Linked DNA regions of Mus musculus: all the other regions are linked to region 1. Evidence: chromatin contacts called from public Hi-C, HiChIP or PLAC-seq and promoter capture Hi-C data. All regions are on one chromosome and are shown on one strand. Each heading gives the region's core, a stretch centred on a gene start, on an enhancer-like site or on the middle of the called end of the contact. The rest is flanking DNA. Distances are from core to core; before and after follow the strand shown. Region 1 holds the start of Zcwpw2 (zinc finger, CW type with PWWP domain 2). Region 2 overlaps Rbms3 (RNA binding motif, single stranded interacting protein). Region 3 overlaps Rbms3 (RNA binding motif, single stranded interacting protein). Region 4 holds the start of Plcd1 (phospholipase C, delta 1).

Region 1 (3,450 bases), core at 364-2,863:
TAACCCTAAAAATAAATATTTGCCCCTAAGAGAGCTGAGCCATAGTCGTAACTTATATCAAGGTCCATATTTTTTGATTGTTCAAAACCAAATATACTCCAGTGAAAAAATTATCTACCCATAGGCAAAAACTATATACTCAAAAACCTTCCACAGAACACTGACAGAATTTAAGTTTTCAGTTGACAAAATAATATAGTGCCAAGAAACATGAGCGTTCTTAGTTGTCAATAAATAAATATTAACTATAACTATGACTCTCACATTACTTAACCAGAAATAATCTAGAACTTGTGCTCCTTTTTCTGTCTGTGACCCCCTAAGATTGCAATTAATTTGTCTATGCCTCACCATACAGTTCAATGTTCTAGCATGCACAAGGCTTCGGGTTCAACCTCCAGCACCGCATTGCTTGGTAATGTATAAACCCAAAACCTTGGAGTCAGAAGCAGGAGGTCAGAGAAAAAAAAATTCAAGACTTTGAGGGTAGCCTGGGCTACTTGAGGCCCTGCCGCAAATTTAAAATTAAAAAACAAACGTACAAAAATATGAAGATTTAACAAACTACAGACAGAGAGAATTATAGATGACTAAAATTCTTCACCCGGTGGTGGAAACAAGTGTGTTTGTGGCCATTCTGGGATGCATAAGACTCTGCCTCAAAAAACAAACAAACAAACAAACAAACAAACCCGGAGGATTATCACCTAGAAATAACCGAGAGAGGAGACAACTCTAAGAGCCAGAACAAGTCAAGAGTTGGCCATGGGCTCCTTTTCTCCTGCTACACAGAAGAGCATCCCGGAACCCCCATGAAGTCAGTGAGCGACCTTGCTTCAAAAGATACCCAAGGAGACCGCCACGCGACCCGAAACACGGGGCCTGCGTGGATTCCAGGGGCCCCAGACACGCATCAGCTCTCGGGTTAGCACCACGGTGACAGGCGCCTCTGAGCTGAGCAGCACGGACCCACCTCACGGAATCCCAGTTGCCGCTGAGTGGAAAGGACGCGCTAGAGGGCGCCCTGAACGCGCGCCTCAGCCCAACAGCAGCCAGCCTGCGACGCTGTCTCAGCTCCACTCCGCCTCCCCGCGGCTGGGCGCGACACCTCACCCGCCGCGGGGACCACTGGGACTGGTAGTACGTACGCCCCGCCGCGGAGGCTCACGGGACTCGTAGTGCGCCTCTGCCCTACCGCAGAGGCTCATGGGACCTGTAGTACGCCCCGCCCCGCTAGAGCGCCACTTAGCGGCACCCTATATAGTCTTCAGGTCCGGCTTCCGGTTTCGTCGCGCTGCGCTGGCACCCAGCCTGTGCGCAGCGGCGACACCTTTGTGGGCGGCGGGGCGTTCGTAGACCCTTCTAGAACCCTCTAGGCCTCGCCGCCCCTGAGCGGGGCAGCGGGCGCCGGCGACCCCGGAGTTGACGCGCGTGCTGCTGGGTAACGGGCCTGTTCCGGCGGCCCCGGGCCGCCCCTGCTCGGTTCCTCTGTGACCTCCAGGGCCCCTGACTGCGGGAGCCGCGGCGGAAGACATGGGACTCCCTCGGTGCACCTGTGACGGCCACCTTGACGGGGGAAGCGGTGGCGTCTTCGAGGAAACCGGAAGCCCGTGGTGACCCCTGGCGACCCGGTTTGTTTTCAGCCGGCTTCCAAACACTGGGGAAGCGAAACCCGGTGGCCTTGGGGACCGCCCTACGTAGCCAGGGTTCAGGGTGAGTGGATCGCTCGCGCTCGCCCGGACGGTGGAGACAGCCAGGAGGGGCCTGGTGGCTGTCGCCTGGCCAGACGCACTTCGCTTTCTGTCCCCGGCGCCCTTCTGCTGTTCAGAGCGGCCCAGTCTAGCATCCCTGGTCCCTGCCATCCCACAGCCCCGCTTCCACGGGCTTTTTTTTTTTTTTTTTTTTTTTTTTTTTGCCTTCCCGCTCGGGGATTGCTCAAGTTCGGTCCGTGCTCTTGACTCGCTGGGAACGCTTTCAGTTTTATTTCCTGCACTGGGGTGGCATTTATATCGGAGAGGGAAAGAGGGACGTGGGTAGTGCCGGTGGCGTCTGGGAGTGACCATCAGTCTAACTTGCATGTTTCAGTCCCGTTTTCCGGCTGGGTTGCAAGGCAGGCTAACAGTGGTCCTCCTCGCAAGGAACTCGGAATACTCAGAAAGAGAGATAAAATACCCATGGAAGCTACTAGAAATCAGAAATACCATGTGATGATCAAAAACATTGACATACTGAGACTGAAATTGACCTCTAATCCTTAAGTACAGAAGAGCCACCCCACCCCCGTTTGAATTTTAAGTTGGATTGAACAAAATCTTAAAACAGTTTCATTTCTAGTTCTCAAAAAATGTTCTCCTTACCCTGTCTGTAGTGATCACTCCATCGTCTTAAATGGAAAACAATTGGAATTATTCGCTGAATGGCTACAGAGTGTTGAATGCTCTAGGTTTGTAAATGGACGTTTTCATGTAAATGCGAGAGATTCATTGATGTCTAAAAGGCAGCTTGCTGTCGTGGGAATGCCAGTGGATTAGATGGATAGCCCAGATGTGTAAGCATCGAGTTTTCCACTTCCTCTCTTGAGGAGAAGGCTGCTTACTCTGACTTTCTCCTTCCCCCTTTTCTGAAGTCCAGGGCTTGCTTACCCTCCAAGGCACCCAGTTATAATTTCTAAGAGCTAGGCTGGCTCTGAAGTTGACAACTTAATTTGTATGTTTAATTACTTCATCTGTAAATTGAAGAGTGCTTACCCATCTTAGTGCTTTTTTACATTGATTTAATGAATTCTTAAGAACAAGTCAGGGGGTGGTAGCACATGCTTTTTTAATAATCCCAGCACTGGGGAGTCTTGAGTTGCAGTCTAGCCAGTGCTACAAAGTGAGACATCTTCAAGAAAAAAAAAAGGGGGGGGGGGGGGAGCACAGTTTCTAGCATATAAGTGCCTCTAGCAGAAGTGCTTCGGTAATGGTACCAGAGCATGCCATGCTTACTGAGGGAAATAATATGATTTTTAAAAAAAGCTGAATAGGATGAATATAACTTTAATGCCACATTCTGAATTGAAGTTGTTTTATTGTCAGGAAATAATTATTAACAGCATTTATGTAGGTGTTTAGTTGCATTGAAATACATTATTTTAGATAAGGAGTGGAAAGAAGGCTGCCCTTGGATTGCTTGGCCGTAAAAACTAATCTCTGGGCTTACTGCATTCAGTGAGTCAGGATCATAAAAATGAAAGCTGCCATTTTTCATATTATATATCTGATATTGTTTTTGGACACTTAATAAACTGCAAAGCATTAAGCTACTAAGGCACATATGTTTAAGTGCTGGCGTCATTAAAAAGGGGCACTTCAGAATCCCTCTTAGAGAAGCAAAAGCCATTCCTGCCCCTAATTATTTAAAGTGACAAAAGAAAAGGAATATCTTGTAATTTATTCGTTCTCCGTAAGA
Region 2 (3,450 bases), core at 445-2,944, 1.2 Mb before region 1:
TAACATACGGAGAGATCACTTTCAGCACCTCCCAGCATCACATTGACCTTGGAATGGCTGCCATGGCTCAGGTACATTTCCAAGAATTTTCAAAAAAATCTAATTGTATACGGTCTTGTTGTTTCTTCAATTGTATGTGTGTGTGTGTGTGTGTGTGTGTGTGTGTATACTTGTATCTGTGTGGAGACCAAAGGAAAACCTTGGCTGGCACACAGTTTGTTTCTTGAGGCAGGATCTCTCACTGGCCTGAAGCTCACTAAGGAGCCTCTACCGACACCAGCTCCATAATGTTCAATCTTCATTACTATATTTTTACTTAAGTGTATATTGGGGGGAGGGGTTGTGTGTGAATAGCACCTGTGGAGGCAAAAAAAGAGGAGTGAGATTCCCCCAGAGCTGGAGTTACAGGTGGCTGTGATCCACCCCAGGTGGCTGCTGGGAACTGAATTCATGTTCTCTGGAAGAGCAATACATGCTCATAATTACAGACTCATCCCTCCAACCCCATAATTGAAAATTTAAATATAATAAATATGTAAATTTAAATATATAAATACAGAGCAAGAAAGAGAAAATTTCATCCATTATTTAATGAGAGGAACCCTTAAACTATATGCTTCCTGTTTCTATAAGGTTTTTTTGTTTTGTTTTGTTTTTTTTTAAACTTCCATTTCTAGGAAGAAAGCAATTCTAATTCTGTTTCCCTATCTTCCCACATGAGATCTACTCACTGTTACCTCTTTGAAGAAAAGCTTCATCCTGGGTAGACACATGAATGGGAGAGGAAATGGGAGCCCTTAACTCCCACAGACGGTATATTAAGGGCATTTCATTCTTGGAGTTAAAGACAGAAGGCTCGTGCCTGGAGAGTCCCTTCTCTGTAAAGTCTCTCACTGAGCTCACGCAGATAACAGACAAAGGAGACTAAATGCTGCTTGCAAACCCCCCACAAATCAAATCCTTTCTCTTTGTCCTAAAATGACATGTAATTCTAAACGAAGACCAAACATAGCTGAAGGTTGCAATGTGCAATTGCTGATTTGGGGAATACAGAACAAGCTAAAAAGAAAATGGGCTGCTATCCACTCCACGTGCACAGCCAGCCTATTTTTACTCCGGTTTGAAAGTTTCAAGTCTCCCTTCTGGGTTCTAAATAGGATCATCTTTCCTTAAAGCCATTTTCTAGCTGTGGCGGGCCTGATGAGGGGCTCTTTCTAGGAACACAAAGGTAGCCGTGGAGATGGCTTGCTTTGGGTTCATTCAGATCTAACTAAGTAGATGTCTGCTGTGAGCCATTAGAGATTCTTTGAGAGAGTAAATGCAATGAACGACTTTTCTGTGACTGTCAGCTTGCAGCATCAAAGCATGGTACATTGTATCACTCAGCAGTGACAATTTCATTTGGATACACGGGGCCACACCTGATCATTGCAAAGCTGCCCCAGCAACACTGGCTCGGTGCCTCCAGGAGCTGACAAAGAGGCAGAGCCAATGTTCTGGAAACGGAACAAAAGTGAGACCTGTAGGTGAATACCCGTATTAGCCAGAACATGCCTATTTTCCTCTCAAGTTTCACAATTAAGTGCTCGGTGCAGCTGCCAGCTGAAGCTCTCTGAAATCTGGCCCATGCAAGGCTTGAAGCTGACAGGAGTGCTCTCAAGTCCCCACTGGCAGCAGCTGCCTTTACAGGCCCCTTGCAGCCATCCTGGCTCAGCACAGTGCCTCCATTCTTCTAGAAAGTAGCTGAGCCCTTCTGTGCCCTGCAGAACAGCGCCTGGGTGGGGTCAACCCTTCATCGGACAATGCGTTAACCGCTCTTAGGAGGCGCCAGGCATGGGGTAAAGCTTCAGGGGGCTTTTTAGGTCTGCTGTTTGAATGTAAACACATGTTCAAGGGTGTGTTTCTTTCTTGCCTCATGACTTATAACTGCTGGCTTCAGTCATTTGAAACACACTAAAGGATTCCGTTGTTGCTGCTGCTACAGCTGCCTCTCCCTCCAACTCTTCTTCCTTCTCTCTACCCACCTCCCCTCCTTCTCTTCCTCCTCCTCCCTCTCTTCCTCCTCATAAGTCTTATTCCTCCTCTTCCTCTTCTTCTCAACAACTACTACTGAGGAGGGAAACTGATATTATAGCTCACACAATTCACAGTCAAACTAAAACACACAAGAACCTGCTCCAGCACCGGTAGAATGTTCTGGATCAGGCTTGACACACAGAGGAAGGAAGTCTTGTGGAAACCCATGTTCAGCTAAACTCTCACCTCAACAGAGTCCTCTCAGGTCACGATCTGAAAGCTCTAAGCATTATAAGCCATGGATTTAAAAACAAATCCACTCCATTGTCACATGCTAGGCTTAATTAGAGGTTTCCGCTCTTGTGAAATGTTTGGTGTTTTGCAATCACAGGCACTGGATAAACTATTGGTGACATGGAGGAGCATCCAACTTTAGGAGCCAAACATCCTCATTTCTGGTAAGATTTACGCAAAGTGTCAAAGCTATCAGAGGAATTTTAATGACTAAAATGTGTGCTCTTTCTAGCATTTCAAAATTAAATGACGTCATTTGCTTCTTAACCCATTGCAGCATAGAATGCAATAGTGAGTCCCCAGGACAAGGGAAATTTTTAATTAATTAATTAACTAATTAATTAATTAATTAATTTTTACACTCCAGATTTTATCCCCTGCCCCTGTTCACCCTCCGACTGCTCCACATCCCGAACCTCCTCCCCACTCCCCACCCGTCTCCATGAGGACGTATGTCCCCACCCCCACCCCACCTGACCTCTAAAATCCCTGGGGCCTCCAGTCTCTTGAGGGTTAGGTGCATCATCTCTGATTGAACACAGAACCAAAAATATTCTTTTTAAAAAATCTGTTTTAGGTTTGTGCCTCTGTGTGTGTGTGTGTGTGTGTGTGTGTGTGTGTGTGTATGTGCACAGCATATGCATGTACACATACACACTCACATGTGCACTCATGGCACTCATATGGTAAAGGTTAGTCATCAAGAGACATTCCTCAGGCACCATCTATCTTCTCTTAGAGACAGAATCTACCCACCAAGTAGGCTAGGCTGACTGGCAACTTGCTCTCTTCCAGTTAATTGGGCACCATTCTCAGGACACATAACAAACAGTAAAGCAAACCCTGCTAGCTCCCCCTGCACACTCCACAACATCTTGGCGGTTCAGCATTTACGACTCACTCCTCTCGGCAATGTGCCTGTGGGCACTGCTTGGCATTGAAAGCTGTCTGGTTTTACTGTGCTGGGGATGATGCATGGGGCGTCAGACATGCTAAGAAAAGGCTTTGCCAGTGAGCCACATGCCCACACACACTAAGAGCCCCATTATTAAGTCAGCTTTCTTTAGGGATGTGGCCCTTGAGAGGTTACCCATGCTCGAGCAGATGGCCCTATAGCCATGTGCATGCAAGCAGCATCAG
Region 3 (3,450 bases), core at 291-2,790, 1.1 Mb before region 1:
AATGTTTCATATGGGTGCTGGGTTTGAGCCTAGAGCCTCATTAGTGTACTGCAAACACTTAAACTAATGGAGTCATCTCTCATCCTTCAATTGGGTTAACTGAGTTTTCATTTTCTTTATAAGATGAGTGTGTGTGTGTGTGTGTGTGTGTGTGTGTGTGTGTCCTTATTGTGTGAATTCAAAGGAAATGACTAAAACTCATTTCAGCGATTCAGAAGTATTTTTTGGCCAACTACTAGGGCACGCTATAGACTTCTTTGTAGTTTTGAGCAAGAAGTAGGAAAGTAGGGGAGACCAAGCTGAGAAGAGATCCAAGCTTTGTGAAAACAAGTAGACAATTCATAAAACATCCTATCCAAGAAGGCGCAGGCCCAGGCACCTCTGCACAGACATAGACATGCTGCCCCAGAACCCACAGTCACTGGAAGGAAGAAGCGCCCTGGCTGTGTGTGTGTTACGTATCTCAGTCAGTGCTGTGACCAAGTGCCCCACACAAGCAACTGAAAGGGAATGGCTTATCCCGGCTCTTAGTTCTGTCATAGCGGGGAGGCATGGCAGCAAGAACAGGAGAAAACTGGTCACAGTATCGACAGTCAGGCAGAGAGCAGGTAGGAAGGGGGCTGGTTTATAAACCCACAAGGCCACCCCAATGACTTGCTTCCTTTCCCACATCATAGCCCTGAATTCATTTCTTCCTTCAGCAGGTAGAGGGTTGGTTCTTGATAGTGTCAATAAAGAAGGCAGAAGTCAGTTACTGGATGAAAGGAAGAAGGTGGGACTTCCACCTCCCAGGAGGAGGAGGAGGAGGAGGAGGAGGAGGAGGAGGAGGAGGAGGACCATGTAACATCTTAAGTAGCTGTAAATGGCAGCCTTTGCCACCTGCAGATAGGCTGAAATAGGCTAGCTGACAAAGCTAGTACAGGAGATGTTTTTGCCCCACACATCAGATTCCTCCTTGTACTTCAAGTCCCATTCTCCACACAGTATATTAGAGAATCTAGGTCTGGCTCTTCAGGAGGCTGTGCTCCTATACATACTTAGCCAATTTCCACAAGGCACCCTGAGCTTTCTCTCGGGAAATTTTTGACTGAATTCTGGGGACAATGAGGGACCCCACACTTGTGGGGGTGGCTCCAAGCCAACAAGAAGCAAAAGATTCTGCATACAGACTTAGAATAAAGAGCGAGTAAACACTCTCCAGTTGTGGGATATTCATGTATACTTTTACTGGTCTAAGTGAGGGACCAGAGGTCAAAATGTCTCAAGAAACCGTGAAAGATATTTCCATTCTGGAAGAAAACGTGGCGTCTTGGAGGTTTACGAGGGTAAGAGCTACATCACGGCCGGGAGAAAACAAAATGACATACAAGGCTGGCTCTAATAAGAAACAGCGATGCGTTGAGTGAGGGATAAAAATCACTTTAATTTGGTTTCAATTTGCTCTCCTTCCCGACAAATAATTAAGTCTGGTCACGGCCACCTCTGCCCCTGCAGCTGGCAGGAGAAAGGCAGCAGAGCAGCCCCACCCAGCTCATGGTGCTTTCTACCCTGCAGCACCCCAGGAAAGGCTAGCCAGGACAAACTCAACTTGGTGGCTGCGCACCCACCTCCTTCTTATGTCATCTAATTTGGCCACAGGTTCAAGCCAATTAGATCTGAATGTCACTGTTCCCTCCTACCCCCACCCCCCACCAGCCAGAGCTTGTTTTTCTTCCTGGTCAGAGGAGACCAGGCCTGCAGCTTGGCAATTAGGCGGAAGTGGCGCCATGGGAGGAAAGGAACTGTGGGATAATTAGGTCATTCTGAGAATTCGGTCTTCCATCCACAGGCTTAATCAATGCTTCCCTGAAATGCTTTGTACCTTCTGCGCTTACTTAAGGTTTTGTTATTACATGGCACTACCAGTGGGATGACCTTCTAGAGAAATAATCTATATTAATTACAACTTAACTCTACAGTATCACCCGAGGGCCCTTTGTCTGTCTCCTGCAGTCAGAGGTGACATATTCCAGGGACCTTTATCCTTCAAAACCCATTGTGCAAAGATGGGTTTGGAGTTTCATTAAAGTCTCTTTACATATTCAACGGTTGATACACACATGGGGTGTGTATGTGTGTATGTGTGTATGTGTGTTTGTATGTGTGTGTGTTTGTATGTGTGTATCTGTTTGTGTGTGTCTGTATGTGTGTGTTTGTATGTGTGTGTGTATTTATGTGTGTATGTATATGTGTGTTTGTATGTGTGTGTTTCTGTGCATGTTTGTATGTGTTTGTGTGTGTATGTGTGTGTTTGTGTGTATATGTTTGTATGTATCTCTGTGTATATGTGTGTGTGTTTGTGTGCATGTGTTTGTGCGTGTCTGCATCCCATTTTATGTGCACATGTGAGTTAGATCAGGAGGTAGGTATACAGAAGTACTGCTGTAATACCTGGAAAGGACAAGCAAACCTCTGTTTCCAGGTGAGGTGAACAGACTACAATTTGTGCACAAAACAAACAAAAAACAAAAAGTAAAGGCTAGGTAAAAGACATAAGATTTTTAGTCTGGTTGAATAAAACAGTTACAAGACAGACAAACTCAACAAGTGAAGGAACTTGCTTTCAAGTACCACTTGAAAATCGGACATTCTCTCTGTTTATAGTGCCTGAGAAATCATACCGAGCTATACCCGAGTTCAGATGGGTCTACCAAATCACCATGTACAGTTGACTTTTCTTAAATAGGAGACATTACTGCTGCTGACTGAGAGTCAAAACTAGGATCAAGATCATTATTGAGGAGACGGGTGAAATGCCCAAGTGTTATTGAGACTCAGTGTCCACACAGTTTACCTAGCCTTCTTCTGGGGCAATTATTACTTTATTGCATGGCAGAGATTTAACAAGCAGTCAATGTAGATATAAATTTCAGGCCAACCTCCAGAAAGCCTCTCTTTGCTGAAAGGCTGCATTCATAGATGTCTGTGAATTATCTGAGCAACATGTCTCTTCCATTGGTATAGAGAGAAGGTAATGTTAGAATGATGGCTGCAGGAACGGGCCTGGGGTACTCACAAAACATCCTACTGAGTTTGTAGCTATGATGGGAGCAAGCTATAAGAACACTGTCACTGCAGGCCACTGGGTAGGCAGAACTGATTACCATCTAAGCTCTGATTGCCCATTCCCCTCTTCCTCCCCTTGCTCCAGTCTTACAACAGGCAGCGGCGATAGAGTTCTCCCAAGCACAGAGCAGAGGTACTGGTCTTAGTGAGCAAGCGTTGATTGGAGGGGAACCACTGCCAAGCTGTGATACTGTGCTCTATATTTAGACTCAGTGAATCCCCAAAATGGCTGGTGTGGGATGCTCAGAGTCAACACCCATCTTCAGAATCCACCATGCATGCAGGAAGAGAAAGCAAAGCCCATAACTGGGAATATTATAAGAAGAAGCCTTATATATGCTTCTC
Region 4 (3,450 bases), core at 363-2,862, 1.1 Mb after region 1:
GTGTCTTCCTGGGTACGGGAGATACCAGGGCTGACCCAAGAAAGAAATGGGACCAGGGTACAGACACTGAGGCCTGCTCCATGACCCAGGTTCCATGACACTATGGCGGTCAGAGGCAGCCAGAGGGAGGCGGCCAGGGGAGAGCCCGCCCCTCTCCACTGTGACCCTCAGAGCGGCCACCCTCTGTTCCCACCAGTCAGGAGCTGTAGGGGCATCTCTGACCTCTGGAGAGAATGAGGGAACAGTGGGAGGGGCAGGAACACAGCCCAACAAGGTGGCTTTTAGAAACCCAAGCTTACTGGGCCCCCACAACAATAAAGTCCAGGTCAACTGATGCAAAACAGGTTGGGGGCTGCCTGCAGGGCACACATCCAAGGGGGAGTGGAGCGGAGGACAGGTGAACACAAAAATCTACAGCCCAGGAGGCAAGGCGTCTTAGTGGGTAAAGGCAATTGCTGCCAAGCCCAGTGACCTGAGTTTGATCCTAGAACGCACAAGATAGAAGGAGATAACTGATTCCTGCAAGTTGTCCTCTGATCTCCATACACCCATACCCCCTCCAGCACAAGTACACGTTGTTTAATTAAAAAACAAAAACCAAGAACCTACAATCTCAGGGATACTCGAGTTAAGTGAAAAATACTGTGAAACCGTGGATCGATGTGAGAGGAGCAGGTATTGCTGAGCTAATAGATGACCTGGGGAGACACGAAGGAAAGACTCCCCACAGCCCCTCCCACAGAGTGTGCGTAAATACCACTTAGTTCCTTGCTCTTCCCTGGACGCTTCTAAGACAGGCAGCCAGGAGCCTGCGCTTTCCCTCTCTGCTAGAGGGACAGGCATGGGGAGAAGAGCTAGCCCAGATGGGAAGAAACAAAGCCGGCTGGACAAAGGACCAAGCTGCCAGGCGGTTCTAACTGAGATCTGGCCCAGTCCGACCAGGAGGGTCAGCAAAAAGACAGCGCTGCTCCTCCCAGCCCTGGCATCGCTTTTCTCTGTTCTGGGGAGCGAAGGCTGCCAGAACGACTTCAGCCAAACTTGCACACCTCCTCCTCGCCCCACCCATTTACACCCTCATCCGCCACACCCGCGCGGCCTGACTCGCTTCAGGCGCACCCGTGTTTTGGGGAGCCTCTGAATCGAGAGTTTGGCTAAGGATGCTGTCCCTTTCCTTCCCTGACCCCTTTGGTGCCATCTGGACCCAGGAGCCCAGCCTTTTATGAACAGGCTAAGGGGAAATCCCCGAGAGATGTCAGCATTGCTCCCCGATCTCTTGGGCCAGATTTGGGGGAAAGTCTGGAAACGCCCAAGGTTGTGTCCAGCGCGGGCCGAGGTTTTTCTGGGATCCCACAAGGGGACAAGGAGTTGGCTCTCTGGTGGTTTAAATGCGGCCGAAGGAGCTGTTATCCCTGCCGCCCGGGTGTATTTCGGCTTTCCCGAGGGTCTCCCCTACGTTCGGGACACTCACCGTGCAAGGTCAGGAAGTCCCGACCGGAGTCCATGCCGGTCGGGGCGCGCGGAGGAGGGGACGCGGCGTGATTCACTTGAGCAAAATCACCAAGCGGCCTGGGGTCCTTGCGCAGTCCGGTGCAGGGACCCAACTGAACTGAGATGGGAGGCGGCCGGGGGTGGGTCCAGAACACCGTACCGCCCCCCGGACCCGCCAACCGGCGCTTCTCCCCGCCCCCTCCAGGGGACCTGGAAAGGACGCGGTGCTGGGGGCCGGGAAGACTAGCCAACCCTGGCCGGGGCTCGGGCCAGCTGGGTGCGCCAGGGCCAGAAATAGTCAGATCCCTCCTGCTTCCTCCACCGCCACCACCCACAGGCCCTGTCATTACGGCGAGCTGCCGGCCCCACGCCCTGCCTGTGGGCGCCTGGCCTCGCCGGGGTTGTGGGTGATGTGGGAAAGAATCAGAATCGGGTCTTAGCGGGGACAGGAATCACTGCTAAAGCGGCTGATTAGCCAGGCAGTCTGGTCTGTCTTCTAAGAAATGCGTGCATGCACGGGCCCACATTGCCACGTTTGGGGAGAGTAATATCTAGATTTTTTTTTCAAGAGAGGGGCCCCTCTCTTTAGCTCTGAGAGACGTCTCATTTCCGGGGGTGTTGAAGGTGCTTTCCTTAAGGTAGGGGTAACAGCAAGCAGGTATAGGCCCCTCACTCCCTAATGAGGGGAGAAGACGGAGGCCTGCCGTGAGGCTGCCTGGGCAAGGGTCCCGATACTGGAGGCAGTTGGCCTGGAAGAGTCTAGCCGGGCTCTCCTCAGCTCTTTCTCTCCTAGCATTAGCAGGCCTCCGTGGCCTGTGAAGCATGGGCTGTCTCCCGATTCTGAGTGTTAAGGCTGGGTTTTAGAGAATCACTTGCCGTTCATGTACACCCCACCCCACCCGCACCCCCACAGTGTGGGGCTGGCACTCAGGCCTCCCACTCCCCACCCCCACCCCCGTCTTGATGCCCTAGGAAGGCCCCCCCCAGGTTTCCTTTCCACAAGCTGGGCGCTGTACTGCATGAAGAATGAGTAAGGCTCCATTGCAGACAGAGCCTGGGAAGGGGCAAATTGAGAAATTCCTTCCCTGACTTCCGTCTCTTTCTCCAAAGCCCTACTCTCCAGGTCTTCCCTGAGCCTTGGAACCTCCCCCCTCGGTCCTGTCCTGGAGCCTGGCAGGTATTCGCATCCATGAGTCAGGCCTCCTCTCCTACACCTGAGACCAAGAACTCCTGACACCAGCAGTTGGCACGGCTTCATCTCCAGAGTCATTTCTTCTTGTCATCTCCGTCTCCGAGTCCTGGGCTCCAAGCCAGGGCATTACCCACCACTAGGGCCTCTCCCTCTACCACAAAAGACCATGGCCGGGTTTATAGAACGCTCTGCTCCTGAGTACTCCAAGCTCACAGACACATATGTAGCTTCTGTTGCACGCATTGCAGCTCACTCATGTCCCCTCCCTGGCCTGGGGTTGCCAGGCAGACTTGGGGAGGCATGCTGACTCAAAGCTGTCCCAAGCAGCCAGGTTCTGCAGAAACAAAGAACGTCATGCTCAAGTGCTGACCTGCACCATGACACTCTTCCCATCCTCTTTCTTCTCCCTCTCTCACGGGGTGGGAGGCCCTCTGCTCTGTGCAGCTAGGTTTAAGTAGTGTGCCTAGGATGGTTGTGGAATCTGGTGGGGGAAGCCTTCCAGGGGCAGCGGTGTGGGCCTAGTCCTGCCCGGGTGCCACATATACTCTACTCAGAACCTTTGCAAACTCTCCTGAGACCCTGACTGCTCAAAGGGCCTCGGTGGTAGGCTTTCTTTGGAGCCTGAGACCTGAGACCTGTCCTCTATGGGCAGAGTTCCAGGTATTGTCCCACCCCCAACCCCTGGCTGCCCCAGTCTCAAGTGTCTGTGCAAAGGTGGGTGTGTGGGAAGGGGCTGGTGACTGTGGGCAGGTGAGAGAGGTCTAGTATTC

Evidence for each region. Promoter capture Hi-C pulls out the DNA fragments that hold promoters and counts their contacts. Hi-C and Micro-C count contacts between places; a contact is called where the count stands out from the background. HiChIP or PLAC-seq counts read pairs in DNA pulled down with a chosen protein or histone mark.
Region 2: a contact with region 1 is called in an H3K4me3 HiChIP or PLAC-seq map of embryonic forebrain, with 8 times the contacts expected there. The contact joins the enhancer-like site here to the promoter of Zcwpw2 in region 1. A contact is called at or near these places in 2 of 39 promoter capture datasets (the 3T3-L1 cell line and hippocampal neurons), 1 of 484 Hi-C or Micro-C datasets (cortical neurons) and 3 of 115 datasets of contacts at active chromatin or transcription factors (astrocytes, embryonic forebrain and stem cell-derived neural progenitor cells).
Region 3: a Hi-C map of the N1E-115 cell line shows a contact between it and region 1, with 6 times the contacts expected there. The contact joins the enhancer-like site here to the promoter of Zcwpw2 in region 1. A contact is called at or near these places in 2 of 39 promoter capture datasets (cranial neural crest and hippocampal neurons), 1 of 484 Hi-C or Micro-C datasets (the N1E-115 cell line), 2 of 115 datasets of contacts at active chromatin or transcription factors (astrocytes and large pre-B cells) and 1 of 9 other capture datasets (adipose tissue).
Region 4: a promoter capture Hi-C map of hippocampal neurons shows a contact between it and region 1, with 2.2 times the contacts expected there. The contact joins the promoter of Plcd1 here to the promoter of Zcwpw2 in region 1. A contact is called at or near these places in 5 of 39 promoter capture datasets (the C10 cell line, cranial neural crest, hippocampal neurons and 2 more), 1 of 115 datasets of contacts at active chromatin or transcription factors (astrocytes) and 1 of 9 other capture datasets (adipose tissue).

What each region holds. Positions count from the first base shown.
Region 1 is chr9:118,039,246-118,042,695 of GRCm38.p6, forward strand. Zcwpw2 (zinc finger, CW type with PWWP domain 2) reads right to left here and starts at 1,614. Exons shown (of 9, transcript NM_001378466.1): 1 at 974-1,614. Azi2 (5-azacytidine induced gene 2) reads left to right here and starts at 1,277. Exons shown (of 8, transcript NM_013727.4): 1 at 1,277-1,713.
Region 2 is chr9:116,806,192-116,809,641 of GRCm38.p6, forward strand. The region is part of intron 5 of Rbms3 (RNA binding motif, single stranded interacting protein); the gene reads right to left. Among named protein-coding and RNA genes, the nearest start is that of Gm39449, 280 kb to the left of the region's middle. Within about 2 kb of position 1,695, at least 88 of the 459 cell types and tissues checked have an H3K27ac peak or open chromatin away from gene starts, as enhancers often do. A contact at or near this core is called in astrocytes, cortical neurons, embryonic forebrain and 1 more, where this site is marked.
Region 3 is chr9:116,964,266-116,967,715 of GRCm38.p6, forward strand. All of the region lies in intron 3 of Rbms3 (RNA binding motif, single stranded interacting protein), which reads right to left. Among named protein-coding and RNA genes, the nearest start is that of Gm39452, 230 kb to the right of the region's middle. Within about 2 kb of position 1,541, at least 16 of the 459 cell types and tissues checked have an H3K27ac peak or open chromatin away from gene starts, as enhancers often do. A contact at or near this core is called in the N1E-115 cell line, where this site is marked.
Region 4 is chr9:119,091,890-119,095,339 of GRCm38.p6, forward strand. It overlaps Plcd1 (phospholipase C, delta 1), which reads right to left and starts at 1,613. Exons shown (of 15, transcript NM_019676.3): 1 at 1,469-1,613. The coding sequence starts at 1,502.